Regions from separate parts of the Mus musculus genome. Here all the other regions are linked to region 1. The links are chromatin contacts, called in public Hi-C, HiCAR-type, HiChIP or PLAC-seq and promoter capture Hi-C maps. All regions are on one chromosome and are shown on one strand. The core of a region is the stretch at or near the end of the contact, and the rest is flanking DNA. Distances in the headings are between cores, read along the strand shown.

The links. A called contact is a pair of places that touch in the nucleus more often than the background predicts. HiCAR-type assays count read pairs that join an accessible place to other places. HiChIP or PLAC-seq counts read pairs in DNA pulled down with a chosen protein or histone mark. Capture Hi-C pulls out chosen DNA fragments and counts their contacts.
Region 2: a contact with region 1 is called in a promoter capture Hi-C map of liver. The contact joins the promoter of Wdr37 here to the promoter of Dip2c in region 1. A contact is called at or near these places in 2 of 39 promoter capture datasets (liver and pre-B cells), 1 of 484 Hi-C or Micro-C datasets (LSK cells), 2 of 115 datasets of contacts at active chromatin or transcription factors (bone marrow-derived dendritic cells and bone marrow-derived macrophages) and 3 of 9 other capture datasets (adipose tissue, liver and macrophages).
Region 3: an H3K27ac HiChIP or PLAC-seq map of embryonic stem cells shows a contact between it and region 1, with 6 times the contacts expected there. The contact joins the enhancer-like site here to the promoter of Dip2c in region 1. A contact is called at or near these places in 6 of 39 promoter capture datasets (the 3T3-L1 cell line, the C10 cell line, embryonic stem cells and 3 more), 7 of 484 Hi-C or Micro-C datasets (adipose-derived mesenchymal stem cells, cerebral cortex, cortical neurons and 4 more), 10 of 115 datasets of contacts at active chromatin or transcription factors (VIP interneurons, astrocytes, embryonic basal ganglia and 6 more) and 1 of 9 other capture datasets (embryonic stem cells).
Region 4: a contact with region 1 is called in a HiCAR-type map of PVALB interneurons, with 6 times the contacts expected there. The contact joins the enhancer-like site here to the promoter of Dip2c in region 1. A contact is called at or near these places in 1 of 39 promoter capture datasets (hippocampal neurons), 9 of 115 datasets of contacts at active chromatin or transcription factors (PVALB interneurons, SST interneurons, embryonic basal ganglia and 6 more) and 1 of 9 other capture datasets (pancreatic islet).
Region 5: an H3K27ac HiChIP or PLAC-seq map of heart atrium shows a contact between it and region 1, with 4 times the contacts expected there. The contact joins the enhancer-like site here to the promoter of Dip2c in region 1. A contact is called at or near these places in 1 of 39 promoter capture datasets (hippocampal neurons), 1 of 15 datasets of contacts at CTCF or cohesin (large pre-B cells) and 7 of 115 datasets of contacts at active chromatin or transcription factors (astrocytes, embryonic forebrain, extraembryonic endoderm stem cells and 4 more).
Region 6: a contact with region 1 is called in a Hi-C map of liver, with 2.6 times the contacts expected there. The contact joins the enhancer-like site here to the promoter of Dip2c in region 1. A contact is called at or near these places in 1 of 39 promoter capture datasets (hippocampal neurons), 3 of 484 Hi-C or Micro-C datasets (cortical neurons and liver) and 8 of 115 datasets of contacts at active chromatin or transcription factors (SST interneurons, VIP interneurons, embryonic basal ganglia and 5 more).

What each region holds. Positions count from the first base shown.
Region 1 is chr13:9,274,234-9,278,386 of GRCm38.p6, forward strand. It overlaps Dip2c (disco interacting protein 2 homolog C), which reads left to right and starts at 2,292. Exons shown (of 37, transcript NM_001081426.2): 1 at 2,292-2,833. The coding sequence starts at 2,749.
Region 2 is chr13:8,868,882-8,873,034 of GRCm38.p6, forward strand. Wdr37 (WD repeat domain 37) reads right to left here and starts at 2,163. Exons shown (of 14, transcript NM_172445.3): 1 at 1,989-2,163.
Region 3 is chr13:9,630,533-9,634,685 of GRCm38.p6, forward strand. The region is part of intron 29 of Dip2c (disco interacting protein 2 homolog C); the gene reads left to right. Among named protein-coding and RNA genes, the nearest start is that of Gm36423, 42 kb to the right of the region's middle. Within about 2 kb of position 2,354, at least 2 of the 459 cell types and tissues checked have an H3K27ac peak or open chromatin away from gene starts, as enhancers often do. A contact at or near this core is called in embryonic stem cells, where this site is marked.
Region 4 is chr13:9,590,836-9,594,988 of GRCm38.p6, forward strand. The region is part of intron 17 of Dip2c (disco interacting protein 2 homolog C); the gene reads left to right. Among named protein-coding and RNA genes, the nearest start is that of Gm36423, 82 kb to the right of the region's middle. Within about 2 kb of position 1,971, at least 2 of the 459 cell types and tissues checked have an H3K27ac peak or open chromatin away from gene starts, as enhancers often do. A contact at or near this core is called in PVALB interneurons, where this site is marked.
Region 5 is chr13:9,566,905-9,571,057 of GRCm38.p6, forward strand. It overlaps Dip2c (disco interacting protein 2 homolog C), which reads left to right. Exons shown (of 37, transcript NM_001081426.2): 11 at 927-1,050; 12 at 1,397-1,506; 13 at 1,687-1,789; 14 at 4,146-4,153. Among named protein-coding and RNA genes, the nearest start is that of Gm36423, 110 kb to the right of the region's middle. Within about 2 kb of position 2,192, at least 7 of the 459 cell types and tissues checked have an H3K27ac peak or open chromatin away from gene starts, as enhancers often do. A contact at or near this core is called in heart atrium, where this site is marked.
Region 6 is chr13:9,546,213-9,550,365 of GRCm38.p6, forward strand. Dip2c (disco interacting protein 2 homolog C) reads left to right here. Exons shown (of 37, transcript NM_001081426.2): 6 at 3,972-4,106. Among named protein-coding and RNA genes, the nearest start is that of Gm36423, 130 kb to the right of the region's middle. Within about 2 kb of position 1,744, at least 29 of the 459 cell types and tissues checked have an H3K27ac peak or open chromatin away from gene starts, as enhancers often do. A contact at or near this core is called in liver, where this site is marked.

The sequences.
Region 1 (4,153 bases), core at 1,042-3,541:
ATAAACCAGGCAGCATGGTACATACCATCTTTGGTTACATAGTAAGTTGGAGGCCAGCCTTGAACACATGAGGTCCTGCCTCAGAAGACTGATGTACAATTAGCAAGGATGCTGAATATTAGTCATCCTTTCTTCAAGAACCTATGGGGGGTGGGCAGGTAAGACTAGGCTGAAGGTTGGAGCAGTTAGTGAGGGTCCCCTAGTTTAAAGCTAAGAAGTTCACTTGCGTTCCATAAGAAGATGTGCTGAAGCACTGTTGAAAGAAGTGTCTACAATTTCAGGGTCCCATTGCTGGGTACACCATCTCAATGGTCTTTAGAATATTCCAGGCAGGAAGAAGCATGGGGACTAGAAACAGTGTTTGCAGGCATGGGAAGGAAGCAGACCATCAGTGTTTTTGTGGGATACATTTGAGGGGACTGAGAAGCAAAAGTTGTGTGAAGATAAAGGAAGGTAGAGAAGCCAGGGTGACTTTAGCCTAGATAATTAGGAAAACACTAGTAGCTGATAAAAGCAGGTGGGTGATGGGTAAGACCCTAAGGCCGAAGGCACCGTACACATTATTCATAGGACATGGCAGAATCCATCAATGCTAATCAGTAAGTTTCTTCTTTGTTGGCTGTCTTGCTTGGTACTGGAAGGTGCTATGCAGGCTGTGGATGTGTGTGTTTAACAGTTTTAACCATCTATGAACCCTGCAATAATAACCTGAATGATATTAATACTATGTGTGAAGATCAAGGTCATATGCTTTCACAACTGCTGTCTGATTGGATTTCAGACCTGCCTCACAGGAGGAAACATATGCCTGGTACTGCAAATCTGGCTGGGGAGATCATAGGTAGGAGTGAACCTAACCTACTATTACTACTCCGCTAAAGGGACGAGGCATCAAACTGCCCTCTAAATTTGTATTTCTCTACCCACAGACTAGTGCAGACTTCCGACCTCATCAGAGGAATTTCTTTGTGTAGTGGTTGACACAGAAACTCACAACTGATCAAAGTGGAGAGAATAGATGTCAGTAGAGTGCTCAGTCACAAATAGGGCGTCTGTATCATAACCCCACACCCGAAGCTCAGAGACCATCACAGAAGACGGAGTAGAAAGATTGTAATAGTCAGAGGTTGAGGAAAACTGGGAACAAAACTGTCTTCTGGACACGACAATACCTCTGGACTCACAAACTCACAGAAGCTATGGTTGCCAGCACAGGATGAAGGCAGTTAACATTCTAGCATGCCATAGCAAAGGGCTAATGAGCTCCTATCCCTATGGCCAGTTGATGGCTTCTCGGGGAGGGAGAGTCAGTTTTTTATTATTTTTTTCCATAAGGATGTGCCTCCTGTGAGATCAGCCATCCTGAAATATTTGAGCAGAACAAATTGGAGTCCATAGGTTATTGAATAATAATAATAATAATAATAATAGACATAAAATTGGGATAGTAGAGAGGTGGGGATGACTCTGGGAGGAGCTAAGGGATACATTGTAGGAGATTCTCAAAGAGTTAATAAAATGCTTTAAGAAGCAGGTGGATGTTTAATGTTAGGAGATGCTGTTTTTACTTTGGTTTTGTGGTGTTTGGGGCTTCAGGGGCAGCTAGGTGAGATTACTCTGGAGACAGCTGGCCATGCGAGAATGCCCCCAAATAGTCAGACTCCGTATCAGCCATTCAGAATAGACATTGATACCATCACAGGCGATGACCAAAGGGAAAAAAATTCACAAGAGGTAGAAGAAAAGCAGGGGATGATATTGTAGGATGTGAGGGAGAAGACACTTGCTGAAGACTCCTTAGGCTGGACAGTGTGTGACAGACCCAACCTACCTTGATTTATTTCCACGGATGGGAAAAATGAAGTCTAGACAAAACATTGTGTGTTTCAAGGTCATATAGTAGTCTGTTCTAGATCCATGCTTTTAAACTTCAAACCTAGGACTCAATCTATGTCTCATGCTGTTTTGTTTTTTTTTTTTAATTATTTTTTCCTCTTAAAAGTATTTTAAAAAAATCAGCCCTCGATGATCCAGAACATTTGAAGTTTTAACAAGCAGGCTAGGGTGTGCTTCCGAATGCCTTCTTTATTTTTCTCCTTGAGTCTTGAGGAGCCTAACTAAGCCTCAGGGTTGGGAAGACCCCCTCCTAAGGCCAAATGCACCACTGTCCCACGAGCGCGCTCTCGAAGTACTCGCTGGAGGCCCCGCCCCCCTGAGCGCGCGCCGCCGTGGCACGTCCGCGCGCTCCCACCCTCCGCGCGCGCCTTCTTGTTGCCCGGTGCGCGCGCAGCGGCGCTCGCTCCCGCCGGGGCAGGGCGGCCGCGGAGCAGCTCGAGAGCCCTGTGGCCGTGACCGCGGGCGGGCCCGTGATCCGGTGCCGGCCGAGCGGGGCCGGAGCCCGCGGCTGGGGGAGGCGCGCAGAGAGCCGGGCGCGAGGCCACCGCCAGGGTCGGGGCCGCGCTGAGGAGGCTGAGGAGACTGACGAGGCACTGAGGAGGCGCTGAGGAGACGCTGAGGAGGCTGACGAGGCGCTGAGGAGACTGAGGAGGCGCTGAGGAGACTGACGAGGCTGAGGAGGCTAAGGAGAAAATCCCCGCGCGCCTGCCCGCCGCCGCCCGGCCTCCCGCTCCCGCCCGCCCGCCGCCGCCTCCTCAGTGCGGCTCCTCCGGGTTCGAGTGGCGGCCGCTGAGGAGCCCTCCGTCGGCGAACAAAGAGGAGGCCGGCAGGGCGGAGGCGTCTGCGGCGAGCATGGCGGACCGCAGCCTGGAAGGCATGGCTCTCCCGTTGGAGGTGAGGGCCCGGCTGGCCGAGCTGGAGCTGGAGCTGTCGGAAGGTAACAGCAACCCCCCTTAGCCCCGCGCCCGGGCCGGGCCGGGACACCGCTTCTCTGGAGCGCGCTCGGGGCCCCGCGGGCCGGGCCGTGCTGTCACTCCGGGGAGGGCGCGCGCCGGGCCTCGGGGTGGCGGGGCCCCGGCCCTGACCCTGGCCCGGGCCCCGTGTGGTGGCCCCGGGGAGGGTGCATGTGTGTGCATGTGCTTGTGTGCGCGCGTGCTTGTGTGTGTGTGTGTGTGTGTGTGTGTGTGTAGTGTGTGTGCGTGTGTATGTGTGTGTGTGCACGCGCGCGCGTGTGCGTGCCGCGGCCCCCGCCCTCCAGGCTCAACTGGCACGGTGCAGCCGCGATGCCCCCTGCGCGCTGCGGCTGGGCCCGGGGCTCCCGGCTACGAAGCAAGATGGAGCAACCTTTAGGGCTGCGGGGGAAATGGCCTTGGTGGGGATGTGCGCTCTTCCCTAATGGAGAGGCGCTGCGTCCTTGATGCAGCTGCAGTACCACCACCACCACCACCACCACCACCACCACCATCATCACCACCACCACATGCACCAGCAGCACCACCAGCACCAGCACAGCACATGCTTCCACGCTCCCTGCTTGGGGACGGCCTCTGAATGGCCTGATTTTAATGCGAAACTTGTCAGTGGACTTCGGGATTGGATCCCCCTGAGGCTGCAGGCACACGGTCCTGTCAGCGGGAGGAAGATAGTAGTACTATTGTTCCGGCGTGTTTGTGACGAGCTGGTTGAGTTAGAGCCCTAAAACCTCCCCCCTCAGGCCAGGTTGGATGCCTCCTTCCCATCGTGCCGGATAGAGACATTGAGACTTTGCGGCTGCTCTGCTGTGATTTCACGGAGTGTTATATACGCTTTCGTCTTTGCTCTTCATGGTGGACATCATGTGCTCAACTGTCATAAGTTTCAGCTTGGGTTTTGTAGGTTCTTTTTTCCTTTTTCCTCCACTAAAGTTCCAAAATGTGTCTAGTAATAAATATTTAGCGGTCATCCCACTCATTGAGAAGACTACAGCTTAGTGGTGTGGAAATGGCCTGTCGTCTCTCTTGAGTTAATATTTGGAGCAGTTTAGCATGGTAAACTTTTTTTTTTTTTGGTAACGATTTGTGAGGGCCAGCAGCCAGAACGTAAATTCATTCGTGCCAGTTTTCATCATGGGGAGGAGCTGACGTTGACTTTACGTTTTCCCTTTTAACACTTGCAGGGTGGAGAGTAAACCAGGTGGCTGTAAGTGTTGCTTCTGTTATCAGATTCTCATAGATTAGACATTTTCTTTATCCCGAATTTGGGGTTCTCCAAGGTGTTT
Region 2 (4,153 bases), core at 913-3,412, 410 kb before region 1:
AGGCAGAACAATACATGTCCAGCTTTAGTGCAACATATTTAACAAATGAATAAAATCTCTACACACACTGTTAATATACCAAATTCACTACCTTGGTAAATGGTATAACATTAAACCGCACCAATGAACACTTAGCTCTCTCTCTTTTCAAGGCTCTTTTTAGTATGTATGTTCCACAGTAAGGTGTTACTACCTACAGTATCAGATTTTTATTAAGTACATACAACCAAACAGGAAGCCTGCTGAAGTAGTTTTATAAGCAATACAACAAACAATGTATGCTTTTATTTGAGATAATATAAAACATTACTCTCTATTTCATACTTTGGAGGAAGAATTTTAATTTTCTTTCAACAAGAAAAAACTGATTTATTTCAAAATAAATACCCGGTTTATCCCAAAAATGTTAGTTATACATTAAAAAGATGGTTATATAATTTGCAGATGGTAGTATAAACTATAAAATGTCACTGAACCTCCAAAAGTTCAATAAAGGTATTAATAATATTAATATTTTAAGTGTTGATTGTAATAGTACTTTTAAAATTAACTTCTAGAGGGCTGAATCAATGCAATATCTAACCAGTAACAGAAAAGAGAATGGTCTCTACACGCAACCTTGGAAATCTGTCACCAGAATTAAGTTACTTAAAATGTTCTGTCACTGATGAGATGAAGGCAAATGATGCACACTTATCGAGTCTAAGGATGGCACTGAGCTGACAGGCATCAGTAATTAAATAAGCTACCACCAAGAATTTTTTTCTCAATAACCAAAAAAGAAATTCAAATCTAGAAAGCATATCTTTCTTTGAATAAATCAGGACAGGACAACTAACAAAACTCTTAGTATCACTGCTGGGGGAAATACCCAACCCCAAGGATTTTACCTCAAATCAAGGGCAAAGTAAGATAACAGACCAACGTACCTATACTAAAGGAAGTAACATCTCAGAGTAAGAAAACCAAAGGAAGCATACTTAGGTCCTGTGTCCAGAAATTTATGCAAGAAGGCTTGATATACACTGCAAAAACGTAGCTGTCATAAACATCAAGGTCACACTGTTATTTCATGTGGCCACTGGCCACTGCTCTGCGTCTCCTATGGGCAACACTAATAGAAGGCCTCTACTTACTTTGGTCAGGTTATATTTATATATACTATGCTCAAGTATGTGGCTTAGGTGTCAAAGAGAATTTACAAACACTTGAAAATGTGATCGGCAAAGTAACCAAAACAGCAAGGAAGGTAGCATAATAGAAGATTTCTTAGAAAAGGGAGAAGTATCCTGGAGGCTTATTATCACCAGGTGTACTGCTTAGAGGTAAAAAGGTTTCAGTACCGCTTTGATGGCATACTTTGTAGGCCACAATAAGCAATGTAAAGAAAACCCATCTGAACTTCAAAGAAACTGCCTAGCAATCTACATCCGGGCAAGAGAGTGAGTGGTGTAGAGCTAACGGTCCTCGTCTTCAAGCACAAGAAACATCGAAGAGTTCAAGTTAGATGATAAAACCTCTAAGAACCTGATCAATCGTTCGGTTATGTCTGCTCGCGAAGTGAAATGGCATATTTATGCAACTTTTTGGTAAAACTGGCCCATTATGATGCCTTAAAACTTAGGAAATAGAAGTGTACGGGGAAGAAAAGGAAGTCTTCAGAAAGAGAAACAAAGGCGTGGCGGGGTTTTACCACTTCAGCATCTGCTTACCCCATCTCCGCCCCCCACCCTTCCTCCTTCCCAGAGGCCATACCCCGTCTTTGCGGGATCGAAGGCCACCATCTTCGAAAACTCTGGGCTTCCCACGGGACACAGACAGCCAGGTAGACGCCACTTGAGTACACAGGGAGCCAGAGAGAGTGCGCAGGATTAGGACTGTATCCTTCATCCACCTCGAAGCCTCGTCCCCACCGCCACCCGGACACCTGACATCCCCCGAGCGCCCGAGAAGGATGCCAAGCCAGACAGCTGAGAAGATGGCGTCACCTGTCACAGCAGCAGCACTCGCGTCCGCCTGGAACCAGCCTACGTCGCACTCAATTCGTAGATCCCCCCGCGACGAGGCTCCCGAGGCAGACCCAGAGCAGGAAAAAAAACCGGCCGATTCCCGCACTGACACAACCCGGCGACCCGAACTGGCGCGCCCGTACTTCCGGTAACTGCGGAAGTCCCGCCCTCAGAGATGGTCCTTAAAAAAAAAAAAACAGACCGGAAGCTCCGCCCCATGCCCAACGGCTGCGGAAGTTCTTTCCTGGTCTCCTTCGCTCAGTCCCACAGGCTTGTTCCGCGGGATAGTCTCCTGTTTTGGCTTTCGGCTTTGACGCCGGGTCCTGGAGACCTAAACTATGGCCTAGCAGCGCGCTGAGCCAAGACCCAGCGAGTGACTGCAGAACGAGTATGGCGTCCCCTGGTGGCGCAAGTAGGCTCAGCGCTTTCCCTGTTAGGAGCTTTCCCAAGGTGCTTACAGGCACTGCTAGACCCCAAATTCTGCACCACACACTAACGGTACACGCGATCCTTGCACGAATTGCTCCCCGAGACCCTGTAGCGTCGGTAACAGGGAGAAGCACACACAGCCTCCCGGACCGTGGGTACTTACCACTGCAGGGATTCCGGTGAGGGGTCCACGGTCAGGCAGGTTTTAAGTCCATCTGTCCTAAACACTCGCACAGCCCAAAAACTGGTAAGAAAAATAATCTATTAAAATGCAAAGTCGAGTGTACTATTTAACGTAATCGCTTTCAGAATCTCTCAAATCCAACTGCTTTACAGGCTGATCTGCTAGGAATGGCTCCTCAGGCAGGGCTCAGTGGGAGTCTTGCTAGCTGGCTGCAGGAGAGCCTGGTAGAGATAGAACTATTAATATTTCAGCTTATCTGCAGAAGATGACTCACCCAGTTTCCTTCTGAAATATCTGATCACCATTGGCTAAGAGGGGAAAATAGAATCAGCTGTTCACTGCAAAAGGTGGGACTTGAGCCGCTTTTCCCCGTTAATCAGGGTTGGGAAGACCTACATAGCAGAATGGAGCTGTTACATAAACAGCCTTGTCTCTGCGAGCAACTTGAACTAGATGTTTAAAACTCACCTACAGTAAAAGCATGATAGTATTTTCCTTCTATATGGGTCAACATTCTTCCTATAAGATAAAACTGAAGGTTCAGATTCAAGAAGCAGTAATGCAAGATGTTTGCTGGAGAAGAAATAAATTTATCGTATTTGGAGACTCGAATAACCAAAACATTCTGTACAAGAAATTGTGGGTTACTTGTGTATCAAGTATAATATTCAGGGGGCTGGAGAGATAGCTCAATGGTTAAGAGCTCTGACTGCTCTTAAACTGAGTTCAAACCCCAGCAACCACATGGTGGTTCACAACCATCTGTACAGCTAGAGTGTACTTGTATACATAAAATAAATAAATAAATCTTTTTTTAAAAAAAATATAGTATACAAAGCTTATCACTAGTAACAGTCTATAAATATGAACTGAGAAAAAAAAGATTTGGCTTCTCAGAGAAATCACTGTCAAATTTGGAGGCTGTGATATTTATTTAAGAAAATTTTAACTAGTAACAAAGAATGCATAAGACATTCTGCTGTTAATGATAGCCAGCAGAAAGTACTGTAAAGCATAGTTCCATATCCAAGTAGCATTCCACTAAGTTTGCAACAAAGCAGCCACATTTGGGTGCCACTTAAGATACTTTTAATGGAAGTACATTTTATCTTTGGTATATTTAGAGTTCCACCAAAAAAAAAAAAAAAACAAAGCGTGGTGGTTTTAATAAAATGGCCCCCATAGGCCTAGAGGGAGTGGCATTATTAGGAGATGTTGCCTTGCTGGAGTAGGTGGGATGTTGCTGGAGGAAGTGTGTGCCTGAGAGCAGTCTTTAAGGTCTCAGAAGGTCAAGTCTGGCAAGTGAGTCTCAGTCTCCTACTGCTTTCAGATCAAGAAGTAGAACTCTCAGCTCCTCCTGCAGTACCATGTCTGCCTGCATGCTGCCCTTCTTCCTACCAAGACAAGAATGGACTGAACCTCAGAGCTGTAACCAGCTCCAGTTAGATGTCTTTTGTAAGAATTGCTGTGGTCTTGGCGTCTCTTCACAGCAAGGAAACCCTAAGAGGTAGCTGTCTGTTAAGAGCACTGA
Region 3 (4,153 bases), core at 1,104-3,603, 360 kb after region 1:
CTTTTTAAAGGAGAGGAGAAAGCCCATTCCAAATCATCCTTGGAGCCCAGCTGCAGGTGAGCACATGTAGGCTCCAGAACAGCTAGGCCGACTCCCAGCAGGTAGCAGCAGCGGCAGTGGCAGAACAATAGAGTGATCCAGGGAGGCAGGCTCCACCCTAAGTAATCTCCTCAGTGACAACAAAGTCAAGGTGGCTCAGCCTGCTTCAGGCTTGTGGGAGGCTGCATAGCATTATGAATCTTGAATCATGAATGTTCTGAATACTGTTTGATATTAACAGAAACGCTGTGTTCCTTTGCTTCTCAGGATAGAAAGACACATAGCATTTTCTGGTAGGTGATTATGATTTATGGGATGTATAATGTGTAGCCTTGTTGGAGATTAGGCTCTTTCTGGTGTATGATCCTGGGTTTGGCCTGAAGGTCATATTTTTAAAGTATCTATACAGCTGAGATAAATTTTTCACTTATTCTGATTGCTGCTGAGTGCTACCTTGAGGCTTCTAATTAGAGACAATACACTAGCTAATAGGTAAGGCTCAAATTCAGAGTCATACCTAGTCAGACTCTGTAAGCTCATACTGAAGTGACAGCAAGCCCACTTGTTTAGGTAAAATCAGTCCAGGTGGGAATGCCATACTCCCCTGAGCATGATGAGAAAAGCTACACATTTCTAGGAAAAAGGCTAGGATGGGGTCATCATTCAACCTCTCACGCAGGAAGAGAAAGGAATGGGATGTCTATTTTAGCTGTGGTGTGCTCTGGAAATAATACCCAGTCTTCAAAACGTGTTCATAGGGTTGGAGCATTGGCTCAGTAGTTAAGAGCATATGTACTGCACTTGTAGAGGACCCAGTTTTGTTTTCCAGCATCTATAACAGGTATCACAACTGCCTGTAATTCAATTCCACAGAAATGTAGTGCCTCTGGCCTCCTCGGGCATTGCAACACTCATGTGCACCTGTGCATACATACATTTAATTAAACATAGACTAGATTTTTAATGTACATGGGTCTGATGAGGATAGGGTAATGCATAGGTAAAGCCCTTAAATGCATCTCTAGAGCTAAGAAGGCAAGTGCTGTGCTGCAGTCAGATCTGAAGTATGTTTTTTAATGGGTTAATTGGGGAGTAATATGGAAATGCTTTAAAAAAAATGATTGTTTGAAGCCCGTCTTATGTTAGCTTTGGACGCTTGTGGGAAATAGTATAAAAGCTTAGGTTCTGGATAAAAGAACATCTGAGTGTAAGTTTGTTCTCAAGGACTGAACTAAGCTCACATTCCATTGGGGAAAAAGTAACTTATAACAGGTAGTTGTTTAATAGTGTATATGTCTCTTATGCTTCATAGATATACCTGTGTAATGCTGTAAAGTGATCTGGAGAGATGGGTATGATGACTCAAACCTGTAACCTAGTACTTTTCAGCTCTAACAGAATGGCTGCCACAAGTTCAAGGCCAGCCTAAACTACAAAGCAAAACCTTGTCTCAAAAACAAACAAACAAACAAGCAAACAAACAACAAGCCAGGCAGTGGTGGCATACACCTTTAATCCCAGCACTCGGGAGGCAGAGGCAGGTGGATTTCTGAGTTCGAGGCCAGCCTGGTCTACAGAGTGAGTTCCAGAACAGCCAGGGCTACACAGAGAAACCCTGTCTCAAAAAAACCAAAACCAAAACAAAACAAACACAAAACCAAAAACAAACAAACAACAAAAAAGATCCTTAATAGATACCAATGGCAAATTAGTAAAAATATGTCCTTGTACGGGATATAAGAATTATTTACATGGGCTTTTACTGAATATGACATATTGACTATAAACATTTGCACAAACATTTGAGCAAATCAAATCACAGAGAAGTTTACAGCATAATAATAAAGTCTGGCTTTCTTTCTTTGAATGTACCTGGTCTTCTCATTCTGAAATTACTGACTGCATTGAAAAGGCTGTGCACAGGAGCACACATGGAGAAAAGTGTAGAGCAGAGACTGAAGGGAAGGCCACCCAGAGACTGTCCCACTGGGGATTCGTCCCATATGCAGTTAACAATCCCAGACACCATTGTGGATGCCAAGAAGTGCATGCTGAAAGGAGCCTGATCTGGCTGTCTCCTGAGAGGCCCTTCCAGAGTCTTACAAATACAGAGGTGGATGCTCACAGCCAACCACTGGACTGAGCGTGGGGTCCCCAATAGAGGAATTAGAGAAAGAACTGAAGGAGTGGAAGGGGGTTTGCAACTCCATAGAAGAACAACAATATCAACCAACCAGTCCCCCAAGAGCTCCCAGGGACTAAGCCATCAACAAAGGAGTACACATGGCTCTATCTGCATATGTAAGCAGAGGATGGCCTCCCATCAATGAGAGGAGAGGTCCTTGCTCCCATGAAGGATCAATAGATGCCCCAGTGTAGGGGAACTGAGGGTGAGGAGGTAGGAGTGGGTGAGTGGGTGGAGGAACATCCTTTTAGAAGCAGGGGGAAGAAGGGGGGGATAGGGGGTTTCCGGGAGGGAGGGAAACTGGGAAAGGGGATAACATTTGAAATGTAAATAAAGACAATATCCAATTAAAAAAAAAAGGCTATATGAAAGGTTGGGGTTTGCTATATTTCCACTTCACAAAAATAACTGAAAGTTTGATATGTTGAAATAGAGAGAGAGAGATGAAAATTTGCTACCACTTCTGCTGTGTTCCCTCTACAATACTTCTCTACGTGAAGAATCATGTTCGAAATAAGTTTGTGGGCTCATTAGTCTTTTTTTTTCCTTAAAATTGATTTATGTATAAGTGCTCTATCTGCATGTACATCTGCATGCCAGAAGAGGGTATCGGATCCCAGTATAGATGGTTGTGAGCTACCATGAAGTTGCTGGAAATTGAACTCAGAACCTCTGGAACAGCAGACAGTTCTCTTAATGGCTGAGCCATCTCTCTAGTCCCTCATTTAGTTTTCTTAAATTTCTTGAGCCATCTGGGCTCTCTTAATTTTTGTTTCGAAATTTTTTGAATGAGATTGACCATATTAAAGGAGAAATGGCTTGTGATAGGAAGATTACAGGTACACAGCTACAGCACAGCAATGATGTGGGTTTCATCTATCAATTTTCATATAAGTAAAATATATCTTTAAATCTCACAATATTTATCTGACATCTTTTATTATAATAAATATGATCAAGTACTGCTAATTCACAATGATAAGCAAGCATTAAAAATAGCAGTTTGTGCCCTGTCTGGTCTCAGTTGATGTGTGGGAATGGGGTATGAGAAGTACTTCCCCTCCTCAAAAGAGAAGGGGAAAGTGGAATGAAGGGTGGGGTAGGACTTGTGTGAGGGGTACTGGGAGGAGAGAAAGGTCTGATAATGGGTTGTAAAGTGAATAAATAAATGAATTTTTAAAACTGGTGGTTTGAACAAATACTTTTGAATTAAAATTTGTTATCTTATTCTTTAAAGTATTTTTAAAAGTGCTGTTGTGTGGTGATTTGGATGTAAAACAGTACAGATTGACACACTCAGAAGGTCAAGTGTCTGACTTCTTTTGGCTCTCCTAATTTTCTTCCTATGTGATTTTCTTAATATTTTTGTATCTGGATTTTCTATTTATCTTACATATAAAAGTTTCTTGTCATCAATATGAACTAACCAGGACCCCAGAGCTCCTTGGAACTAAACCACCAATCAAAGAAAACACATGGTGGAACTTGTGGCTCTAGCTGTATATGTAGCAGAGGATGGCCTAGTTGGTCATCTATGGGAGGAGAGGCCCTAGGTCCTGTGAAGGTTCTATGCCCCAGTATAGGGGAATGCCAGGGCCAGGAATGGGAGTGGGAGGGTTGGGGAGCAGGGGGGAGGGGATAGGGGATTTTCGGAGGGGAAACTAGGAAAGGGGATAACATTTGAAATGTAAATAAAGAAAATATCTAATAACAATGAAAAAATTTTAAAAAGTACATGCAAGTCTAATTAATAGGCATTTGTAATGTTATCAGTGTAATGATGAAGAGAAATATCTGGCACATTCTGATATAATCACATAGCAAAGTGAAGCAGCTGAAAAATGGAAATAAAATGTAAAAAAAATTTAAAGTTTCTGAAGTGTTCCTGTTTTTCAGGGTGAATGTTACTGTCTCTTTCCCATCTGCCCT
Region 4 (4,153 bases), core at 721-3,220, 320 kb after region 1:
TTCCTTGCTTAATTGTTATGGTGCTTAAACCAGTGCTGGCTTTGTAAGCAGATGAACTTTTTAATTAGCTCCTGGGATTAGACTTCCCGAGACAACTGACTGCAAGAGATAACAACTCCTTTCAGCATTGAATGTATTTATTTTCTTAAAGATATATTTCATACCTTGAGTATCTTCTGCCCCACCCTGTTCTTGCAATCCTCCTTTCTTCAACCCTCCTTGTTCCAATTAAGCCTTTTGTTCCCCTAAACATTACTTCTCCTTTCAGTCAATATATGCAAACATTCCTTTATATGACTATAAAATCTAGGAACTACAAACAAGAGAAAACATACATTACTTGTCCTTTTGAGAACGACTAACTATACTTAATGTGATCATCTCCAGTTGCATTGTTTTTCTTACAAACAACCTTGTGGGAACACCCCCTTATACACTCCCTGCTCCCCTACCCCTTGTCCCGCCCCTCTTCTACCCTGTAAGCCTCACAGCCTGGGGGAGACGATCCACTAGAGGTGAAGAATAAAACTGAAGACAGTGCCATCTCTGCATGCCCTGGGCTGTAGCTTTCCAGAGACTGACCTTATGGTTTATTACACATGTAAACATAGTAGAACTTGTGACCTGTGACCTTTACAATAGAATGAATTGTATTGGCTGATAAACAGAGATCAGGTCTAGGGCCTAGAGCAATGGTTTTCCACTTTCCTAATGCTGGGATCCTTTATAGAGTTCCTCATATTGTGGTGATCCCAACTATAAAACTATTTTGTTGCTACTTCATAACTGTAATTTTGCTACTGTTGTTATAAAGTATAGTATAAAATATCTGATATGTAACATATCTGCTGTGTCACCCCTAAAGGGGTCATGACCTACAGATTGAGAATATTTGGCCCAGACGAAGGATCCGTGATGAGCATAAGGATAGATTCTATTCGTGGAGGATGCAGTGTGCTTGGGGCCTCATTCATAGGGATGTATGAGTTTTATTAACTGCAAGATTAGGGCCTTGAGCAATGCTCAGGGTATTGGGGGGATTCTGTTGGAGGCTGGCTCCTAGTAAAAAGCAAAGAGTAACCAGGTTGACTGACCAGTTTTCACTCTGGTATTCCAGGTGATTAGGTGTCATTTCCTTCTGTCGATGAAAATAGATCCGTGACTGAAAATCCTAGTTTCTCTAATGCTCTTCCAACCTAAGTTTTATCTTTTCTTATGGCCATAAAACAATCCCACTGTGAATATATACCACATTTTCTTTATGGTTTCTCTTTTGTTAGACTCCCAGGTTGTTTCCATAAGTTGGCTGATGTTAGGAGTAGAATCTTAATTCAAATTCTGTGTTTCTTCTCACTCTTTATTTAATCTGTTCCTGAATATATTTGATGACAGTGGTTATGCATACTTGGCATTCATTGTAACATTTTCTGTAGATTATTTCTATAATATATGAACATAGAAAAGTGTCCTCTGGCTGATGTTTCATGCTAATGTAAGCATGGGTAGGATGATATGGAGTACTGTTTTGGGGAAATGAGCTGACACAAGTAAATCTCACTGCATTTGTCCTGATGGCGTACCCTCTCCAAACATTCTCTGAAGACTTGACATGAGTTTTTCATGTGTGAGAGTTCTGAGGCTAAATCATTAGGTTGAAGAAGAGAGCTTCAATCTATCCTATGAAACTATTGTATATGGCGCTGTGAAAAGTTTCATTAAAGATTTTAGTGTAAAGACAAAATGAGACTTTCTTAAATAGCATCGTACAGTAGTACAGTGTAGAAGGGGTTAGAATGCTCATGGTGAGTTATTTGCAATGCTTTCATTGTTATCAAATACCTGACAAGAAGCAACCTAAAGGAGCTGTTCACGTTGGTTCATGATTTAAGGAGACATGGTTTATCATAGTAGGAAATCACAGTGGTGTGAGCTGTCTGATGATGCTGTCTGATGATGCTATCTGAGGATGCTCTCTGATGAAGCAGCTGCTTGCTCACTTCTCAAAAGACCAGGAAGCAGAGGGCAGGCAATGATGCGGCTCTGCTCTTGCATTTGTCCCTTTTTATTCAGTCTGGGATTCCAGCCCATGGGATGGTACTGTCTACATTTAAGGAGAATCTTCTATTTAACTTCTCTCTTAGGTTGATCCTCTCAGGATAGGCCCTCTTGGACATCCTCAAAGGTGTGTCTTACTACTATCCAAAGTGTTTCATAATCCAATCAAGTTGACCGTCCAAATAAACAGTCATGCCTATTTTGCATAATACTTGAAATGTTTAAAGGAAAGCAAGCATTTCACTGTTAGATTTTGCAGTTCTGCTCTAGAGAAAGGACTTCAGAGGACTCATTACTCTGGCTTGAAGTGGTTAGGACTGATATTTCTTCTATGTTGTCATCTAACCAAATTGTGTCCCATGTTTAATAATCTTCCAGGGACAGCTTATTCTGCCTTGGTAATGAAAGAGAAATTGAACTTCCAGTAAACATCAGTACAGCTGATTGTGTGCCTGGCTTTTAGTCCACTTAATTAAAACATGCTTGATTATTATCTATGGTAATCAGTGAAGATAAAATTGCAGATGCATTTGTGCACTCTTGGCAGATTCGTTTGGCCCTTTGGTACATCTATCACTTTGTGGTTCTTTCCCATTTAAAAAAGAAGGAAGGGGAAGGGAGAGGGAGAGAACGATTCAAAAATCAGGGAGCTGGGAGAGTTATATGAAAGCTGTTTAGTTGGCCCCGTGGCTGGACCATGGGTGCCAGTGAGGACATGCCCATGGGTCAGATTTATGGAGATGTGAAAAGTCAACTCTTTCCAAAGATTCAGACCTCATGAGATGGTGACCATGGTCTACTAACTGTTGAGTATCTTACTGTGATTTTTTTTCTTATAAATAATTCAGAATGCTTCTTGCACAAAAAAAAAAAAGACCATATTAGAAGGTTCTAGGTCGTGTATAATGGGTGACACCTCTAGTATCCTGGTTGCTAGATGGAGAGAATGCAGAGATGTTTCCAAGAGCCATAGGCGGCCCTGGTGAGCAAGCGCTGTGGAAGTGGAGCAGGCTGACAGTCAGCCATAGGGCCGTGCGCCTACACTGTGGTTGCTAGAGGCAGATGATGGCTATGACTAATATGATTGGTGTTCTTAGAGAAAGGCAGTCTCCAAGCAGAATGAACAGTATTGATACGGCATGTTGCTGTTAAAGAACAGGAAGTAGCAAGAGGAACCCATAAACTCATCTGTGTATCTGTATGCGCTCATCTCTTTACATGAGTTTCCATCTCATGAGAGGTAGGTAGGTGACATCAGGAAGTCATACAGTTATGCTCTGGCTTCCTGTAGGATTCATTTGTTTACTAAGTTCTGTATTTTGGGATTTGGGAGAAACTTGGTCCCCAGATCTGTGTGTGGATGGTGAGTAGAGGTGAGGCCTTTAGAGGATGGTTAGATTTACTTGAGATCACTGTCTCATGATGACAATAATGACGTTATATGAAGAGCGAGAAAAGTAGAAGGTTAGCATGCTTGCTCTAACTTGACATGTGTGTCCTTCTATCACATTATAATGAATAGCACATGGTACCTAGCAGTGCCATCTACCTCCTTTTCAATTTCTTCCAAACCTCTAGAACTAGAAGCTGAACAAACCTCTATTAGCCATGTTGATCAGTCTGTATAGCATTCTGTAATAGCAAGAAAAACAAACAGAAACACCCAGTATTAAAAACTTACTTCTTTACTACAGTCACCATAATATTTTGTATGCTCCTTTTTTTCTCTAGACAAATTGTGAAATAGAAAAATACGTGGGAAACCAAAATCATCAAAGAGATGAGAAAAGCAAAAGGGGAGGGGGGGCAGCAGATGTCTTTCTGGCCCCTATGAACCTGACATCCAGTTCTCTTCTATCTATAGCATACAGAAAGAGAGCAGACTTGGTTTTGTCAGTTTGTAACACTATCTCATGTTGTCCAAGCAGGCTTTAGATTTCACTGTGTAGTTGAGACTGGCCTTGAACTCCTGATATGCTTGCCTGTACCTCCTAAATATAGGAGTTTACAGCTATGCAGTATCATATTTGACCTTTAAAAATCATTTTTTAATTTTTATGAGTTTGGATATTTTATGTGTTTGTACTTGGTATCCATG
Region 5 (4,153 bases), core at 942-3,441, 290 kb after region 1:
CTACACTTGGAAAAGTATTATCTAAACACTTAGCAAACAAGAGCTTTGAAATCTTAATGCTGATGAATACCTAGGTGACAGAACTTTGCTTTACCCAGTGATTTCCTGGGACAGACAGGTGGGAGATTCAACAAGCTAGTCTTCCTGAAAGTTGTTCATAGAGTCAATGTGTGAGCTGGGTGTAGCCTGGACTCTTCTACACCATGATATGTTCTTAGTTCCACAAATGCTGGGTACTTGGAGATTCTGATTTTACTTTTCAGTTCATCAGCATAGTGGAGGAGCTGATAGGAGTAAAGTTAAATCTAGGTGTCTTGACTGCTTGTCTTTTGTTTTCGTGAGAAGCAGGCTGCATACAGGGCAATAAAACTCACACAGGGAGACAACTCCTGAGGCTGTTGCAGACAAGGACAGCCCCATCTGTGACATCCACTGAAAGGTGACATTCAGTCCTGGCAGCTTGGTGTTTTCCTAGGCTTTCCGTCTCTAGAGTTATCACCCTGTAACCACAGCACATTTTAGTATGTGTTGGTTACTCCATTGATTCGTGATGTATGCCAGATGGGAAAGGTGACCCTGGTTGTCATTACTCTGAGTAAACATCCCTCTTGGTTCTGTACCCTATCTATCAGGTGCGACATCTCTATAACCAGCCTTTGAAAGTGTGAAACCAGATTGTGAGGTATTCCTATGATTGATAATTTCTCTCCACAATAATGAAATCTTAGGATCATTGTCTTTGTTTTTAAAATTTTATATATTTTGACCATTTTCACACACACACACACACACACACACACACAGAGCGTTGTGGGAGAAGGGTCATGGATAGGGCAGTTAATTTCCACATACCCAAGATGAGGCAGTGCTTTGGGTATGAGTAAAGTTTTGTCTTAGATTTTTAACTTTCCTTGGTCACCTTTCAGGATGCAGGGAGCCAACAGATAGGTTTCTTGCTTGGAAGCTGTGGAGTAACTGTTGCCTTGACTAGTGATGCCTGTCACAAAGGACTGCCAAAAAGCCCAACAGGAGAGATCCCACAGTTCAAAGGTATGCCACAGAACCCCCAAGAACTTGCTTCCTATGTAGATCTTTCAGTTTACAGACTGGCCCTTCACTTGTTCAGAACTGTCCTATTGAGTCAGGACAGAACTTTTCTGATTTGTCATCATTTCTGATAATACAGGTAACTCATAATCTATGGGAGTAACATGATATGGCTGCTGGTGTCTCAAACATTCTTAGTGGTACTGTCAATTTTACATATGGGAATGCCAGAGATTACATGTAGACTGAAGTGCTTGAAACCAAGCTGTGAAGTAAAGGATGAAGAAATTCTACAGACTCATTTTAAGGGTCCCATTTACTTAAATGAAATTTATGACTTATTTCCTAGGTTGGCCAAAGCTGCTATGGTTTGTCACAGAATCAAAACACCTCTCTAAACCTCCTCGGGATTGGTTTCCACACATCAAAGATGCAAATAATGACACAGCTTATATTGAGGTAAGGTGGATGCCTTCCACAGAGGCTGGGAGTGTATTACTGAAAAAGATGTGATTTCACCTCATTATACTAGTTGCAGTGTGGCTAGAACTCACACTGTCTCAATAACTAGAAGCTATTGAGTGGGGACCAGAAATTTATTTATCCAAACACCTTTCCATATTTTCTGTCTCGTTTCAGTATAAGACGTGTAAAGATGGAAGTGTTCTTGGTGTGACCGTGACGAGGATAGCGCTGCTGACACACTGTCAGGCACTCACACAGGCCTGCGGCTATACAGAAGGTGTGGATGGCCCTGAGACTCGTTGGATCTCGGTTTTTGGAGATGCCCCATTAACCAGGGATGCCTGATGGCAAACCAGCCTGTGTGTGGTTCCTACTGGGACCTATCAAAGTAGCATTCAGTTTGTGCCCATTGCCATCCATCAGTGTGTGACCTTACTAAGCAGTGCTTAGTGCTTCAGCCTGAACTGGTGAAACGTAGGCACAGGGACTGCAGCTGGAAGTCCACAGTGAGAATGTTGGCAGTGGGGCTCCACCATCCTTCCATATAACTAGCTCTTACTGTGTCCTCATGTGACACTTTTCATTGTGCACCCTGGAGCCCTGCCCATGGCCTCATCTAATATTTATCACATCCTTGAAGGCTCGGCCCCAGAAGAGGTGTTAGCACTTTACCACACAGATTTGGAAATGGGTGACTCATCTCACAGCTGGCACACGTGCTAATCCCCACCTGCGCATGGCTCTCTGTCTTTAGAAGCTCTTTCTCTTAAATGCCGTGTTGTAGCCCACTCTTCACAATTGAATAAGAAATTCTGAGAATAGGGTTTTCAAGCTTTATTGGCGGTCTGTTGTTTTTCCTGGTGTGTTTTCTTCAATTTTGAGAAGTGTAGAGGTAGAGTGGGTGGCAGCAACCGTGGTAATGGATTTGAGTGGACACAGAGAAGGAAAAGCCAAAGCAATCCCCAACTGCCTGTCCAGGGCGGGCATATCCACAGCTCACAAACCTATACCAACAGCAGACTCTGGGACCTGAAGACGCTAATAGTCCCTAGCTCTACTTGTGAGTGGCTTCCTGTTTCCTGCTGTTCATGTTCAAGGGTCTCCTCATCTTTTCCCTTTTTCCTAGACATGTTCTATTAACATTTATGCCATCTAACACTTGGAGAAACATGGCCTCTAAACACCACTATGATTTTGTTAGAACAGTGACTTGTGTGTCCTGACCTATACATGCGTTCAAGATCCACGGCTGTCACCTTTTAGGTATCAGAAGCAAATTAAATACATACATGAATATAAAATAATTTCTTTAAATTAGTTTATAAAAAGGAATCTAGAATATTTTCTTTGGATATCTATATTTTGAATTAGTCTCCCTGCTCCACCTCCATTTTATTCTCTGGTAGAAGAGTAGGAAATAGAATGCTTAAACCTTTGGTAAATATTGACAGACAGAATGAAGAGACCATGAGACCTAGCACTGATAAATTTCTAGGACACTGAGAAGTGGCCAGGAGCCTATGTATAGGTGACTGAAATGCCCATTGAATCGGTTTGATAAGAGCAAGGTCAAATGAAGGTCAAACCCTCAGTTCTGGGGCATCTAGCATCACTGATTTGGTCTTAGGAAATAATAATTATTGTTTTTTAAAATATTTATTTATTTATTATATGTAAGTACACTGTAGCTGTCTTCAGACACTCCAGAAGAGGGCATCAGAATTTGTTACGGATGGTTGTGAGCCACCATGTGGCTGCTGGGATTTGAACTCAGGACCTTTTTGGAAGAGCAGTCGACACTCTTAACCACTGAACCATCCACCAGCCCCGGAAATAGTTATTTTTGACAACATATTTTCACAGCTTTTCCCTGTGAGGAAGTCAGGTGAAAGTCATATGACTTAGCTGCAGTCCCTGGCGCCTTTGGGACTGCCGCCACACCTTCCTCACATTTCCCCCTGCTCTTTCTATTCCTTTGGAATGTCCATCCCTATACTGCTTCAATATTATACCATCCCTGTGAAGCTATGTCTTTCCTTCTTTATTATTCCACCCCCACCACCCTACAGAGTTCTCTTAAGACAAAACAAGTCTGTGCACTGCCAATAATTCTCCCTCCATGCTTCCCTGTTAGCAGAACAAGGTCTCAGAGAAGAAATTATAAGAGAATCTCAGGAAAACAGGAAATAAATAGGAAGGTAATATCGTGTTGGGTGGGAGTGTTGTTAAGTGACAGTGTTCTAGAAGTCTTTACTATATGCGCAAGCTAGCTTTGAGTTAGTTGTGTGGTCCAGCCTTGGCTTCAAAGTTGTGATTATCCTCTCTCAGCCTCCCAAGGTCGGATTCACAGACCTGTACCACTGTGTCTGATATGGTCAGATATTTTTCAGTGGTGATATGTGGGCAGTTGTTGATGTTCACTTACATGCCCAAATATTATCCTGGAAATACTCTCCAGCCTGGCTAGTGCTTCTTAGTGGTCTGTAAGTTGACTGTAGGGTTCTGTGAAGACAGAGTAGTATGGTATTCTTCTAAGATTTAGGATGACCCCTCAGGTAGAGGGTTTTCCTTGGTGTACCACTCAGGCTGCTTGATCATGTCAAGTAAAACTTGTAATTGTTTCTCTCATACAGCTGAAACC
Region 6 (4,153 bases), core at 494-2,993, 270 kb after region 1:
GTAAAATGCCATGGACTGTGAGACTTGATCAGGGAGATTTGATCCCTCAGCTCTGGGGCCTAGAAGTTAGAGATGTGCAGGTACAAGCAGTGTTGAGGTCTAGAGGCCTCTCTTCTAGCTCAGAGGGAGCCATGTCTTTTGTAATCCCCATGGATTACATGGTCTTTTCTCCATCTATGTCTGTACCTCGAGTCTTCCTTCTTTCTTTAAAAATTCTTTACCTAGTTGATTGCTTGTTTGTTGGTTGGTTTGGGTATGCATGTTGAGAGAACATGTGCACCATGGGACACATGTGGAGATCAGAAGACAACTTTTGGAACTCTGTTGTCTCTCTTCATTTTGTGGGCTCCTGGGATGAAACTGATGTCATCAGACTTGCTCAGTAATTTACTGAGCCATCTTTCTGGCCGGATTCCTCTTTCTGATAAGGTCATCAAATATAGTGGGTTAGGGTCCATTCCACTAGCTTTGTTTTTGTTTGTTCATTTGTTTTGGTGACCATCTGCAAAGTACCTGGCCCTAAATATACAGTCACATTCTGATGTACTGAGAGTTGAGTTGCAGGCTGAGAATTCAGACCAAGAAATAGCATGATATTCTTAGGAAAGAACATGGCAAATGGCCTTTTTAGGAGTCTGTTGCCACCTTTGAGTCTACAAAACATCCAGTGACTCAAGCCTCACACACTGACTGACTCTAATGGGCTGTTGATGCCTGTGTGCATCATAGAATGACATGCTAGTGAAGAATCTCGCCTTCAGTAACGTGTGCACGCAATGTGGGTGAAATGGAGCGCTAGTGTGTGTGTATTTCCCTCACTGCCATTATGAGGTAAGTGTAAGACAGGTGTCACCGTCATTTATAAAATAGGAACCAAAGATATGGGAGGTTCATTACAGAACTTGGACCCATATGGTTCAGTCCTGTGAATATTCTTCAAACCACTTGTCCAAGTATTTGGAACCAGAGGCTCCCAGGGTGGCTTTGGTGGATCAGATGGGTTGGTCACCCAGGGTTGTCCATTTGAAGCCTCCTCAGAAAGGTAGACTACTCCATCCCAACCACCAATCTTTATCCAAGACACTTGTATAGTACATGCAAGGAAATTTCTGTAGGAATTCAGTCATTATTCACATGCTTGATATTTGTGTATTTGCTTACTAGACAAAATTTATTTGTAATACCCTCAAGTCAGTGGAAGGTTTTCTGTCATCTATGAACATATGCAGAACCCCAAAATTCTTGTGCACTTTTGTGCCTAGGGTCTAACAGGGTGGCTTTCATCTTCTTGCTTTAGTTCTCTGATTATAAAAGTGCTTTTTACAGCCTGTTTGATTGCCATGTTTTCCTATGAGGAGTATTTGTGCTTCTGTTGATGGAAATGTCCATGAAACAGAAGCTGAGTGTAAGGTTAAATGTTGTGTCCGGCCAGCAGATCACAGCCTGGGTTCTAGCCTGGAAAGGCATTTTGGAAACCTGGAAGAGAAGAGGGACTAGGCGGCGAGAGAAAGAAATGTAGCTAAGACAGGCATTCTGATCAAAGCTCAATTTTACTGTTCTGACACTCAGTTATGAAGGAAGTGGGAGGGGGCCCGATTCCTGCCAAATAATCTCGGGATCCAGTAGCAGGGTGACCACGTGTGTGGCTCCAAACAGCAAAGCGGCAGGTTCCAGCAGTGGGTGTGGCAGAACGATTGAGCGGAAAGCTCCACCCCTGAGCAAGCAGGTTTCAGGCTGGGGGAGGGGAGACTACAGTTAAAGAGGCCAAAGAAGAGTGTAAGATTAAAGAGGCCAATGAATGTCACTGTGGTGGTTCAAGTAAAAATGGCCTCTATAGGTTGACTGCGTAGTCATTAGAGAGTGGCAGGCACTGTTTGAAAGGGTTAGAAGATGTGGCCTTGTTGGAGGAAATACACTACAGAGGTGTGGTGGGTTTTGAGGTTTTAAAAGCCAATGCTGGGCCCAGGTGCACTCTGCCTGCCAGCAGATAGAGATGTGGCTCTCAACTACTGCTCTTAGCACCCTGCTGCTGTGCCTGCTGCTGTGCTCCTGCTGTGATGATAATGGACTTAAGTTTGGAACTGTAAGCAAGCCTCCAATTACATTTTTCTTTTATAAGAGTTGCCTTGGTAGGGGCTGAAGACATGGCTCAGTCATTAAGAGCACTGGAGGTGCTGAGTTTAATTCCCAGCAACCATATGGTAGCTAACAACCACCTGTAATGCGATCCGATACCTTCTTCTGCTGTGTCTGAAGACAGCTACAGTATACTCATACACATAAAATAAATAAATCTTATCTTTAAAAAAATTGCCTTGGTCATGGTGTCTCTTCACAGCAATAGAACAGCGACCAAGACAGCCACCTTCAGGTAGTATAAGACAAAATTTATTTGTAATACCCTCAAGTCAGTGGAAGGTTTTCTGTCATCTATGAATATATGCATAACCCCAAAACTCTTGTGCACTTTTGTGCCTAGGGTCTAACAGGGTGGCTTCTAACATGGAGTAATATAAAGGAAACAATCCAAAGTTTCCACATAACATGCATTAGTGAATCAAAATTAGCATTCTGATATGCATTATTAGAATTTACATATGTCTAATTCATTGATCATCCCTTGGACATGGTTTTAATGCTCTAATAATTATAAAAACTGTTCTAATGCTATTTAACCATTGAGGAGCTTGACTCTGAATACTATAGGGGAAGTTTGCCCTGTTCCTTGACCATTTGTACTGAATAGTTCTATGCCAACTTGATAAAAAGCTAAAGACATCTGAGAGGAGGGAACCTCAGTTAAGAAAATGCCTACATAAGATCAGGCTGTAGGCAAGCCTGTATGTAGAGCATTTAGTTAATTAGTGATTAATGAGGGAGAGCCCTGCCCATTGTGAATGGTGCTGTCCTTGGACATGTGGTCCTGGGTTCTATAAAAAAGGCTGAAGAAACCATGGGATGCAAGCCAGTAAGCAGCACCCCTCCATTGGTTTCTGCATCAGCTCCTGCCTTCAAGTTTCTTCCCTGTTTAAGTAGCAGCCCTGAATATCTTTGATAATGAACAATGCTGTAGAAGTATAAGCCAGATAATCCCCTTCTTCCCCAAGTTTGTTTGGTTACAGTATTTTATCACAGCAATACTGACTTTAAAAAAGATAGCCATGGCGTGACACTTAATAAACATTAGATTATAAGCTTTTTTGAATAATTATTTAAGACTATTTGTGTTTTAATTAAAGTAGTTAACTATTTCATGATGTTTCTCATCATTTATCAGGAATATCTTGAGAGTTTTGCATGTATTAATTTTCTCAATCTACCCAATATCTCAGGGAATCACCATTATTGCTTCATTTTGATAGGTAGGAAAACTGAGGCACAGAGAGATTAAAATGTTTCCTAGGTTCTCCTGGAATCAACAGTGTTGCCCTTTAAACCCTAGGATCAAAGCTTGAATTGTGTGCTGCCTCTGTTGTCACAGTAAGAAAAGTGCTTTGCTTCTACGGACAAGCGCATACATAACATATGATACTTTATCCTTCAGTCATGTTAGACAGTGCTCTAGTTAAAATGCTACATCGATTCACTGACCTTTCTCCTGTTATGAAATTAAGTCTGATCTTTGCCTGTTTTTCACAGTTTTTCACTGTTTTAAAATAATGGTATACATTATTTTAACATTAATCACCTTTGTTTGGGAGTTTTGTGGCTGACCTTGGTTTAGCGTAATCCTTTTTTGTTTTATAAGGTATGGTCTTTTTCTATATAGGTCTAGGCTTGCCTCAAAACTTGTGATCTTAATTGCATCTTCTTCCAAGTGTTTAGAACACAGGCTTGTGTCATTATATTGGATCAAAATGATCCTTTTGTATGAGTTTGTCATATTCTGGACATTTTTTGAGGTTCTATTGTTTGACCTTCAGAATAACCATGAGGCTCATAAGAAAATTGTCTCCTCCTCTTCTTTACAGAAAATCATTCTGCACCTCCTGATGTAACCACCTACACCTCAGAACACTCAATACAAGTGGAAAGGCCGCAGGGCTCCACCACATCCCGGACAGCACCAAAGTATGGCAATGCTGAGCTCATGGAGACTGGGGATGGTATGTCTTGTAGTGAGGTGCTTCCTCCCATGTCAACTTTGTACTTC